Linked DNA regions of Triticum aestivum: region 1 is linked to region 2. A link is a contact called in public Hi-C data. All regions are on one chromosome and are shown on one strand. Each heading gives the region's core, a stretch centred on a gene start, on an enhancer-like site or on the middle of the called end of the contact. The rest is flanking DNA. Distances are from core to core; before and after follow the strand shown.

Region 1 (4,948 bases), core at 2,023-4,522, 260 kb before region 2:
TACATACAGCCAGATCATGGGCACGTTCCTTCTCAGGTCTTTCCTGCAATACAACTCTCTCAAACTGAACTGATGGTTGATAGCGGAGTAAAGGATACTGATTCATGAAAGTTGCACTTTGACCATATGGAACAATATGACTGTTTTGGTCTCCATCACGCATGGTCTCATTTAAGTCGGCAATTCCTTGGGTTGCCACACATGCTGTGAGAGTACCAGCCTGTTCTGATGGTATCAGCTGCTTGTTTTTCTCAAATGAGAGCTGTTTGTTCTTCTCAGGTGTCAGTTGTTTGTACGTTGCCATGCTTTCATCTTCATTATCCGAATCAAGAATTATTAGCACTTCACTGTTTTTCTGTTCTGTGTGCTCGACAGAGCTACTAAACATATTAGCTTCAGCACAAGCCACGTAACTCTGCGTGGGCTTACGCAGAGTAGAAAGGAAATTCATAAATTCGAGCTTTCGAGCATGCATACTTTCCCAGTCCTTGGTAACACTGCCAAATCCCCAATTGCCAACCATCTTTGCACTAGGAAGTGAAAGGCCACTGATGGGGTCAGAAGTCTTCCTTTTTCTGTGGTAATACATGCCTATAAAGTACAAAGATAGATGATTGATTACTTATCATACAAGAGAGAGGAAATAAATTGGTATAAGCAATACTCATCTGCTATTCTGTATAAGTCGCATGCAAGGTGCACAAGAAATTGTAGGATGCGTACAAGGAAATTATAATTAAAAGCACAGACACTTTCATGTGGATAACTACAATAATCATAAAATGCAGTAGCCAACCCGCCACTTATTTAACACAGGCATAGTAAGCGATGAACAAATAGGCACTATTATTCATCACTCATACGTTTACAATGAAAAAAAGAGTGATGCGTTGGAGGACCTAGGTATCAATCAAATTAAGATAGAGCTGATGATCAAACCCAGGCTGGCTAGCCCAACATCCATGGTGCTGACTGGTAAACCTTTGGATGACTTCTTTCTCATAGGTTCCTTACTTTTGGCATGGATCTCTGAATTTCACTCGATACAATCCAATTCAACAGTAATGAAACTTACTCCCTCCATTCCTGAAAGCATGGCGCATCTTCTGGCACTAAGACCAAAACAGGAGCAGGCCGTGGAAATTTTCGTTGATCTGGACTCCTTTGCCCCTGCTAATCTCACCGCACTTGCCTCTAATTTCCCTCCTACACAAGCTTGAGCTCCTTGGTCTCCACCAGCGTTGATACTGCCAGCTAGCCATGCAAAGGATTGCGCGTGAGCATACCACGCCTGCCCCACGCAAACTCCCTCCCACACCATGCAACCCCTCATCGTGCTGCTGGTTCTCATGCATGGCCCAGGCACTGGCTACACGTTGCATTATGGCACTGATTAAAACCATTGCTTCACCGCAAATTTGAGTATTGAAATTTCCATGAAAATGAAGGGAAGGAATTTGAAGGGAGGGATTAGATGCTTCACTGAAATATTTGAGTATGAGCGCCAATTTGATTATACAAGTCCAATTTTGTAGTTAACCTATAAAAACAACCTTCCCAAACACCATGGTCACCACTCTCTTCTCCAATCTTCCATGGACCTAAACCATGGAGCTTTGACTAAGAGTGTTCCACTCCTTAATTCTCTTCCAACTCTGTTTATGATGATTCTTTATGGACCTAAACCATGGAGCTTGGCACTCACTCCTTTGTCTTTGCTGAATGGTCACACCGGATCGAGACCGTGGCAGTGCCGGCGCGAGAACTTCACGCCAGACTTGACCTTGGGCACACACGAGCACACTGGCCGAGGTCAATATCCTTGGCATTGACAGCCGCTGAGGGTGTACCCAGCTAGGCTTTGCCAGTGGCAGATGCAGAGTGGCCACAAAGGGTGTCAGGTGCCCACACCAATGAGCAAGCCGAGCAGGGTGTCGAGCAACACGACGAGCATGATGGAAAAAGGAAGTAGGAAGTATAAGAGTGCAGGAGACATGGGATAAGTGGAGACTAGGATGCGGGAACGTGTGCCTGTAATCGTGGTGTCATGACAGGAGGGTTCAGAAATTGTGGTGCAAAACTAAGCTTGCACCTTCTTTCACTGAAAAACGGAAAAAGAAAATCTACGCCGTGATTTCAGGAACAGAGGATGCATAAAGCTAGTAGCCATACACTAGCAAAAACATCTACAGTATGCATTAGTACAAACTCAGAAACTGTTCTTTGCTTCTATCATGCTCAGAATGCCCAGCCAAAAGAGCGACTAAAGAAAAGAAGAACACAACAAGGCAAATAACCCAAACTTCAATGTCAAATGGATGGATTTAGTGGCAATCAACCTCTCCCCTCACCTTGGCTCTCAAGCTAAACAAAAGAAGTCCAAAAAAACAGCTCCAAAACAGGCTTAAAATGGTACTTGCAGAGCTCCCCTCCCCTCACACACATACACCGTGACTGTTCAAAAAATAAAAAACAATACAAACTATAAGCATACACCATTCTCTATGGTTTGGCACAACAGGGAAGCATCGATTTAGGGTGCATGACACGTACAGGAAATGGAAACTGAGTTTCCTTGAGTTGTGTTTCAGTAAACTATTACAGTGGTATTTCCTCCGACTAAAAAAACACTGGCAGGAACTTCGCTCGATTCAAGCAGGAGAGGACAAAGAGTTGCCATCCAGCACGGGGAACATTTCTAGTGAGCATTTGCGCTCCAAACATGTGAAGCGCAAACTAGTCAACCCAAATATTAAATCCCTTCTATTTATATAAATAAGACATTAAATCCCTTTCGTTTTTTTGGAATTATATAAATAAGATATTAAATCCCTTTCGTAACTGACCCCTTTTTTGTTGTCCAGACTTGGAGCAAAAGTGACCCCGTGAAAAATGGTGGTACGCAATCTTCTCAGCCCCGTCCAACCCTGACAGAATCCCGGACCGCCATGAATCCCAATCCACCCAGGCCAACCCATCTTCCCACCAACGCGAACGCAAATGCAGCACTGACCCTATTTATGCCAACGCGAAAGCCCCGCCGGTCGCGCGCGAGGCCAGACCCGATACCACCGGCGTAGACGTAGCAGAAAACCCGCCACGGTGGGATCACGTCACGTCCAGGGAGGGGAGGAGGGGGAGGAGGATGCTCACCAGAGGGCGCCGCTGGGGGCTCCTCGCCGGGGGCGACGTCCATGGCCGCTGACGGCGGCGAAGCGCGGCGCGGCGTGGTTTTTGGAGCGGGGCGGAGGGGGGGGGGGGGGGGGGGGGGGGGGGGAGAGGACTGGGAAAGCGGCGGGTGGCGCCACTGTCTCCTTGCTCGGCCGCATTGGTTTCCCCGTTGCATAAAAAGGTTCAGTTGGATGGGGCGCACATTCGGTGAGGAGTGTACTGCGCGCCCTGACTTTGGTGGCTGATACGTGGGGCCTGCCACCTGGCGGGTCCACATGTCAGTTACCAACAGTCACTTTCAGTGAGTGAGAAGATCTCAGCATAGTTGGATGGTTAGGTGGGTGGTCCATCATGGATTTAACCTCAGTAATATAGGATATTATTTATTGCGAGGCGACGTTTCTGTCGACATCGAGGTGCCAGCGGTGATTCCGTGGGTAGTGGAGAGTCGTGTTTTGATGGTTTACTGTCTCATTAATGCGGATTATTTTTTTATTGAAAGGCGACGTTTTGGCGATTTACTGTCGTATTAACGTGGATTTTCTTTTATTGTGAGGCAGCATTTTGTTGACAATGAGGTGCGAGTAGTGATTTCATTGATCTTAAATCTCCACGACTCCAATCTCGCGTTTTGATGATTTGATGTCTCGTCAATGCATTTTTTATCATGATCTATAGTATTAAAGCTCCGTGATTATAGTCTTTAGTAGTAGTTTTGTGTGTCTATATATTGTACTTAGTGTTTCTTAAAAAGGTGCAACGGTACTTGGGGATGGATGGGATGGATGCCATTGCACTTCGTGTGATCAACCATCTCTTGCGCACTTATGGTCCTAAGACAACGATAGGTTTAGATCATAGGTTAAGAAAATGGACTGCTAACTAAACCGGTGAGGCTATTGGTTTGGGTTTCACAAGCTGTTGTAAGGGCATATTTCTTCTTAAGTAGTTTTGATGATTAATGACAATGCTTTTGCGGATTATTGTGCTTTCAGCATTTCAGATATCTCCTGTGTTGGCACAAGACGGTTCGATGCCCCTCGGAGTCTAGTGAAGACGATGTTTTTCTACGTTTCCCTTTGGTGGATTTGAGTCGTAGGGAAACCGTACTATTAAGAGGGGGTCTGTTTCGGAAAGGTTAGGGTGGGATCATCAAGTACACATTTGTTCCTTTGCACCACCTTTCCCCTTGCCTTCTTGGAGCACCGTTCTGTTATCCGTGTCTTTGCAAAATGACGACTCCAAGTGGTAGTGTACTGTAGCATACGGTAGTACTGCTCAAGGGAGCAGTAGTACCGCAGAGGCTCACGGTAGTACCCTTTGGGGATGCAGTAGTACTGCACCTCCTCGCGGTAGTACCGTGACTTCAGGCCCAGTACTGTTACCCGCGCGAAAGTAGGGGCGGATGTAATTTTTTACATGTGCGCCCTATGCGGTAGTACCGCTCCCTAGATGTGGTAGTACTGTGTCGGATTTTTGCACCGATCTAAACTCAGCGGAAGTAGTCACAGATGTAATTGTATTCATCCGTGCCTTCCCAGCCCAGTCAAACCCTGCCTTGCGGTAGTACCGCAAGGGCGCACGATAATACCGCTCTGGTGGTTCTACTGCTCGCAGCGTCAACGCAAAAGGGCCTCCTCTGGTGTCTACCGTGGGTGCGGTAGTATCGCACCGCCTTGCGGTAGTACCGCAACCCCTTGCGGTAGTACCGCTTGTCTGGTGTGGTAGTACCGCAAGTCGCGGGCTGGTTAAGTGGATAACAGTTGGATTCGTCCCT
Region 2 (4,901 bases), core at 1,100-3,599:
TCACTTAACGAGAGAGGGGCAAATTTGAGTATGCTTCGAAATTAGGGGTAAATCTGAGTAGTGGGTTTGAGTTAGGGGCACAGATGTAAATGGTCCGAAACAATATATCTGCATGATGAACAAGAACAACATCTTTGACCTAGGATAATTATCTATTGAAAAAGCTAAGGAATGCATAATTTACAGTTTGCTCGAAAGTTTTGATCACCTGTTGCTCTTTGATCTGACCCAATCAATACGTTTGATACTGAAGGTTTAAACGTGACTTTTCCCTCATCTGGGTGATCTGGGTGTTTGGTTGGTGACCATATTTTTCAGCGGATATGCCAGAAGGGAGTTGTAAGCGTCCAACACCCCCGATCGAGGCCCAAGCACACGCCGACTTTAGGTTCGAACAGACGACTTTGAGCAGATTTGCAAGTCTCAGTTCAAACGCTGGTATATCCCGTGAACTTTTACTCTTAACCATTTATCTGCAGCCGCAATGGCAGGGTGATATCTTGTTATATCCCGTAAACTGGAGGAGTCCTTCGCTCCAACACCTGGTTTTGCCGTTGCCGCCTCCATTTTAATGCAGGCAATGCCGTTCAAACGCCGTATCTAAGATCGACTAAGATAAGAGTGACACAAAACAAAACGAAGAGTCCCATGTTGATGCGATCGACCAGTGCTGTTCAAACGCCCTATCTCGTCCCCATTCCCTCCTATAAAATGGCCGTCATGCACCCCGTTGGTTCTTCGCACCACAGACCGCAAACCCAGTAGCCGACCGTAAACCTCCGCGCAGCGCATGCACGAGATGGCGCCATCCAAGCCCGCCGCCGCCCTGCTCCTCGCCTTGGCCGTCCTGCTCGCGGCCGCGCAGCCGTCTTCCGCCATCAGAGTCAAGCCCGCGTGCGCCCCGATTGTTAAGCCATCGCCACCTCCCCCCGCAGCTTCCCCACCGCCGCCGCCGACCCCGGTGATCAGCAACCCACCCCCATCTGTCCCGTCTGTCCCAGCTTCCCCGCCGCCACCGAGCCCAGTGATCAGCAACCCACCGCCATCCGTCCCTGCTTCCCCGCCGCCGCCGAGCCCAGTGATCAGCAACCCAACCCCATCCGTCCCTGCTTCTCCACCGCCGGCCACCCCACCACCAGCCCCGGCCTCGCCCGCTACCCCGCCGTCCCAGCCCACGGAGTGCCTGACGCCGTTGATGGGACTGACGCCATGCATGGGCTACCTGACCAACACCAGCGTGGCGACGCCCCCGGCCGCGTGCTGCGGCGCCTTCAAGTCCCTGGTGGACAACGCCCCCATCTGCCTCTGCCACGGCCTGAACGGCGACATCAACAAGATCATGCCCGCCCCCATGGACTTCATGCGCATGATGTCCCTCCCGGGAAACTGCGCCGTCCCGCTGCCAATGCAGACGCTTGCACAGTGCGCCAGTAAGTCATCGTAGCCGATCTTCACTACTGTATTATGTTTCTATTTTTGGCATTGTTATTTTGTGAATTACCTGCATGACCGGAGGAAGATTGAATTTTTGTCGATGTTATGACAGCGGCGCCGGTGCCACCACTGGACCCTCCTACCGCTCCAGCAGCCCCATCTCCAAGTAACTACCGTTTCCTTCGGAAATTCTGCCTTCACTAAATAATAATTTGGCCATGCTAGCTAGTGTTAATTTGTCGTATGATCCACAGTCTGACACGTGTTTTTTTTCTCTCTATCCTTTGCAGAGCCATGACTGTAGAAGCAAGATGATCCATCGATATGAAGTCCGATCAAGATGATGAATTAGTTGTCAACCACATACTCCACTAGTTTCGGTATAGTTAGGGATAAGATATATTTATCTTAGGTTAGTGTTTTATACTATGTTGTGTGCTGGCGATTTAGATCTACAAAGTACCTATTCTGTAGGAGAATTCTTTTCTTTTCATCACTGTATATATGCGGTGATCAATATTAGTCCATACGTGCATCGCGAATTCGTAAGTGTCTATATGCATGTGCTTTACGGGTGCCCCTGCGTGTTGGATCAGCTCTTGATTCAAATCATTTCTTCCTCTTTCAGTTTCAGGAGCTTGTGAATCTGCAGGGTACGCGCGTATTTTTTCTCTCTCTGCATTGCAGGCTACGAACGCACTGTGAGGTGCTAGAGCCCATGTTTTTTTTCTTTTCTTTGAGGTGGATGCTAGAGCCCACGTGTGTTGTGTGCTGTTCCTCGATGAGGCCCGCTATGATACGTGGGCTTTTTACCAGGCCAGCATAGCCTGCCGGGTCTCTTGCTGGGAGCGTGCAAGCGGGCGACGATGGTGGCGAGCAACGCAGCGCGCGAGCGAAAGCGATTGACGGACGCGGTACGGTTGCGGTTGCCAGTTGCCGAGTTGGCCACTTGGAGAGACCAAGTGGGCACCTGCCGTCCACTTGGCTGATAGGATTTCATCAACCGCAGCGAGCAGCCTGCCACGGTGTCTCCTGTGCCAACGCGTGCGCATTCTTGATTCTGTCGGCCGCTGCGGCGGGGTTTCTAGGTGCGGTTGCCGTATGGTGAATTCTGTGGAATAGAGTACTACAAGAGCAATGGAATTTGCAATGGTTTGAGTTTGAAAATGAGACGCACTCGAGATAGAATGATTTGTTAGGATTTCTCCAAAAATCCACTGCAATGCTCTGTATGCGTTTCACTTGGTTATATTAAGAGTATGTGTAACGCCCCCTCCCTCGACGTTAGTGGTTAATTAAGGCACCGATAGCCCAAAAAATCAGCGCCCGTTGCATCAAACGGTTTGAGAAAGGGCCAAGCACCCACCGCCTTATCCTGCATCGATGTCGTGCCTGACTCCATAATCCAATAGATGGTGTACGGAATCTATCCTATCGTAGCTGTTAGCGCCACGCGTAAGGCATGCCCTAATACCGTGGCTATTTCTTATCAAAGACGTGTGCTTCATTATATTCCTACTTAATGCAGATTTATCTTTAGGGATAGAGTTTGCGATAGTAGCGTGAATGTAGTTAAAGAAAATTGTTCACGGGCTGATGAAGCTATATCTGGGAGTCGGATGATATCGAGGAAAAACCACTAAGCTGTTTTTATGAGTGTGGAAATTACCAAGCTAATAAAAGTAAATAAATGAACCCCCTGCAGAAATTAATAAAAATTGATGAAAACGGCGAAAGAAAACATGCAAGAACTCATCCATCCCCGAATGACCACACGAAAATCGTCTGCTTCCTCTCGGGTCGGTCCAATCTCAGCCCTCCATCCACCGGCCGAACGATCCGGGCCGTCGAAAGCCAGTCTCCACTCCCCCGCAGCCGCCAGACTTTTTCTCCCCTCCGCCCTCCCCCGTCCCTTTCCTCTTCATCCCCGATCCCTTCCTTCCGCACGCCGCTCTCAAGCTCCTGCCCTACCCGACCTCCAATCCCACCCAATGCGGCTCTAAAAATATCTCACTCGCTCCGCCACCGCCGACCCCCAGACCTACCGCCGCGCCGTAGCTCGGCGCCGCCGCCGACGGCTCTCGCGCTCCCCGCCGCCGCGGCCGCCGTCGCCGTCCCCGTTCTACCCCGTCGCGTCCCTGCTGTTCCCACCCCGTCCGCGGCCTTGGGCGGTAGCTTTCGAGGTATGAGCTTTCTAGTCATCCGATGATCACCTCATCGGGATTAGCTTCGAGAAATTTCGGGTGTGCGCCCCGCGCATCACCTAGATCCGTCCCCCGGTGCCGGAGCGGTTAGCTGTCTCGTAGCTGCCGAGGGCGGATTAACCTCTATCTGATCTGTTATAGCAGTTAGTAAGTAAGTAGCGATTGAATGGAATGCTCTTCATGTGACTGAATTGCTAAATCCAAGCAGGAAAAGAGGCGGGGTCGCATGGGGAGGTAGGCGTCGGTCGATACTGGAGTGATTTTGGCTGCCGGAAATGGTGCTGGTGGTGAAGCAGCACCGCTGCACGCACTCGGCTTCCTGCTCCTGCACCAAGGGCCACCTCAGCGAGGACGCGCTGTTCCTTGTCTTCCGCCACATGAACTGGAACCCCAGGCTGATCGCCAACCTCTCCTGCGTCTGCAAGTGGTTCGACGAGGTCGCCAAGCAGGTGCTGTGGAAGGAGTTCTGCCATGCCAGGGCGCCCAAGATGATGCTAGATCTGCATTCCGACGGCAGCCACATTGTCGACGGCAACTGGAAGGCGCTCGGAAAGCTGCTGATCTACTGCAATGGCTGCACAAAGGGGGGCTTGTTCGGGAACATCCATGTCCCCGGCCACTTTGTGTTCAGGACGCGCTTTTCAAGGACCGCAGGCAAGAGCTTCCTGCCTCTGCAGTGTAGGATGGATGTCTTGTATGTGTCCGATCCGTGCGAACATCTCGACCAGGGGGAAGAAGGCGACCTGGGTTTTTTCCGTGGCATCTTCAAGTCGTTTGCCACTTCAAGGGTCAAGAAGATCCTGATTGAGAAGCAGGCTAGGTTCCATCCAATGGAGGTTTGCCCCTATTGCAAGGCTAAGCTATGGAACATGCTGCATGCTGATATGATGCCGGCTAGTGCTTCCGCCAGGCTGGGTGCTTACGATGATTCCGTGGAGTACTTTGTATGCCTGAATGGACATGTCATTGGATTGGGAACCCTGTTACCTCTCTCGGATTCTGAGGAGGCACCGGAGGAGTAATCATCAGGAACATTGATCAGGTGATGATATGCTATGTTTTCTTGGTTCCTGTCATTAGTTTAATTTCCAAAGTGCAGCTTAGCTTTATCTTCAAAGGTTGATTTTCTATTGCTTACTTGTGAAGATAATCAGATAGATTTCTTTATGATATCTGTTGGTATACAGACTGATAGCTTTTAATTTATGAAGATGCAAACTGAAACTCAAGCTGCATATCCATTGTTTGGTCATGCCGGCAGAT

The links. A called contact is a pair of places that touch in the nucleus more often than the background predicts.
Region 1: a Hi-C map of leaf shows a contact between it and region 2, with 5 times the contacts expected there. The contact joins the promoter of LOC123044333 here to the enhancer-like site in region 2. A contact is called at or near these places in 2 of 5 Hi-C or Micro-C datasets (both in leaf).

What each region holds. Positions count from the first base shown.
Region 1 is chr2B:198,148,857-198,153,804 of IWGSC CS RefSeq v2.1, reverse strand. LOC123044333 (protein CHROMATIN REMODELING 35) reads right to left here and starts at 3,272. Exons shown (of 7, transcript XM_044467039.1): 1 at 3,154-3,272; 2 at 478-591; 3 at 8-360. The coding sequence starts at 3,196.
Region 2 is chr2B:197,884,594-197,889,494 of IWGSC CS RefSeq v2.1, reverse strand. It overlaps the pseudogene LOC123044331. Among protein-coding and RNA genes, the nearest start is that of LOC123044332, 22 kb to the left of the region's middle. Within about 2 kb of position 2,349, at least 5 of the 8 cell types and tissues checked have an H3K27ac peak or open chromatin away from gene starts, as enhancers often do. A contact at or near this core is called in leaf, where this site is marked.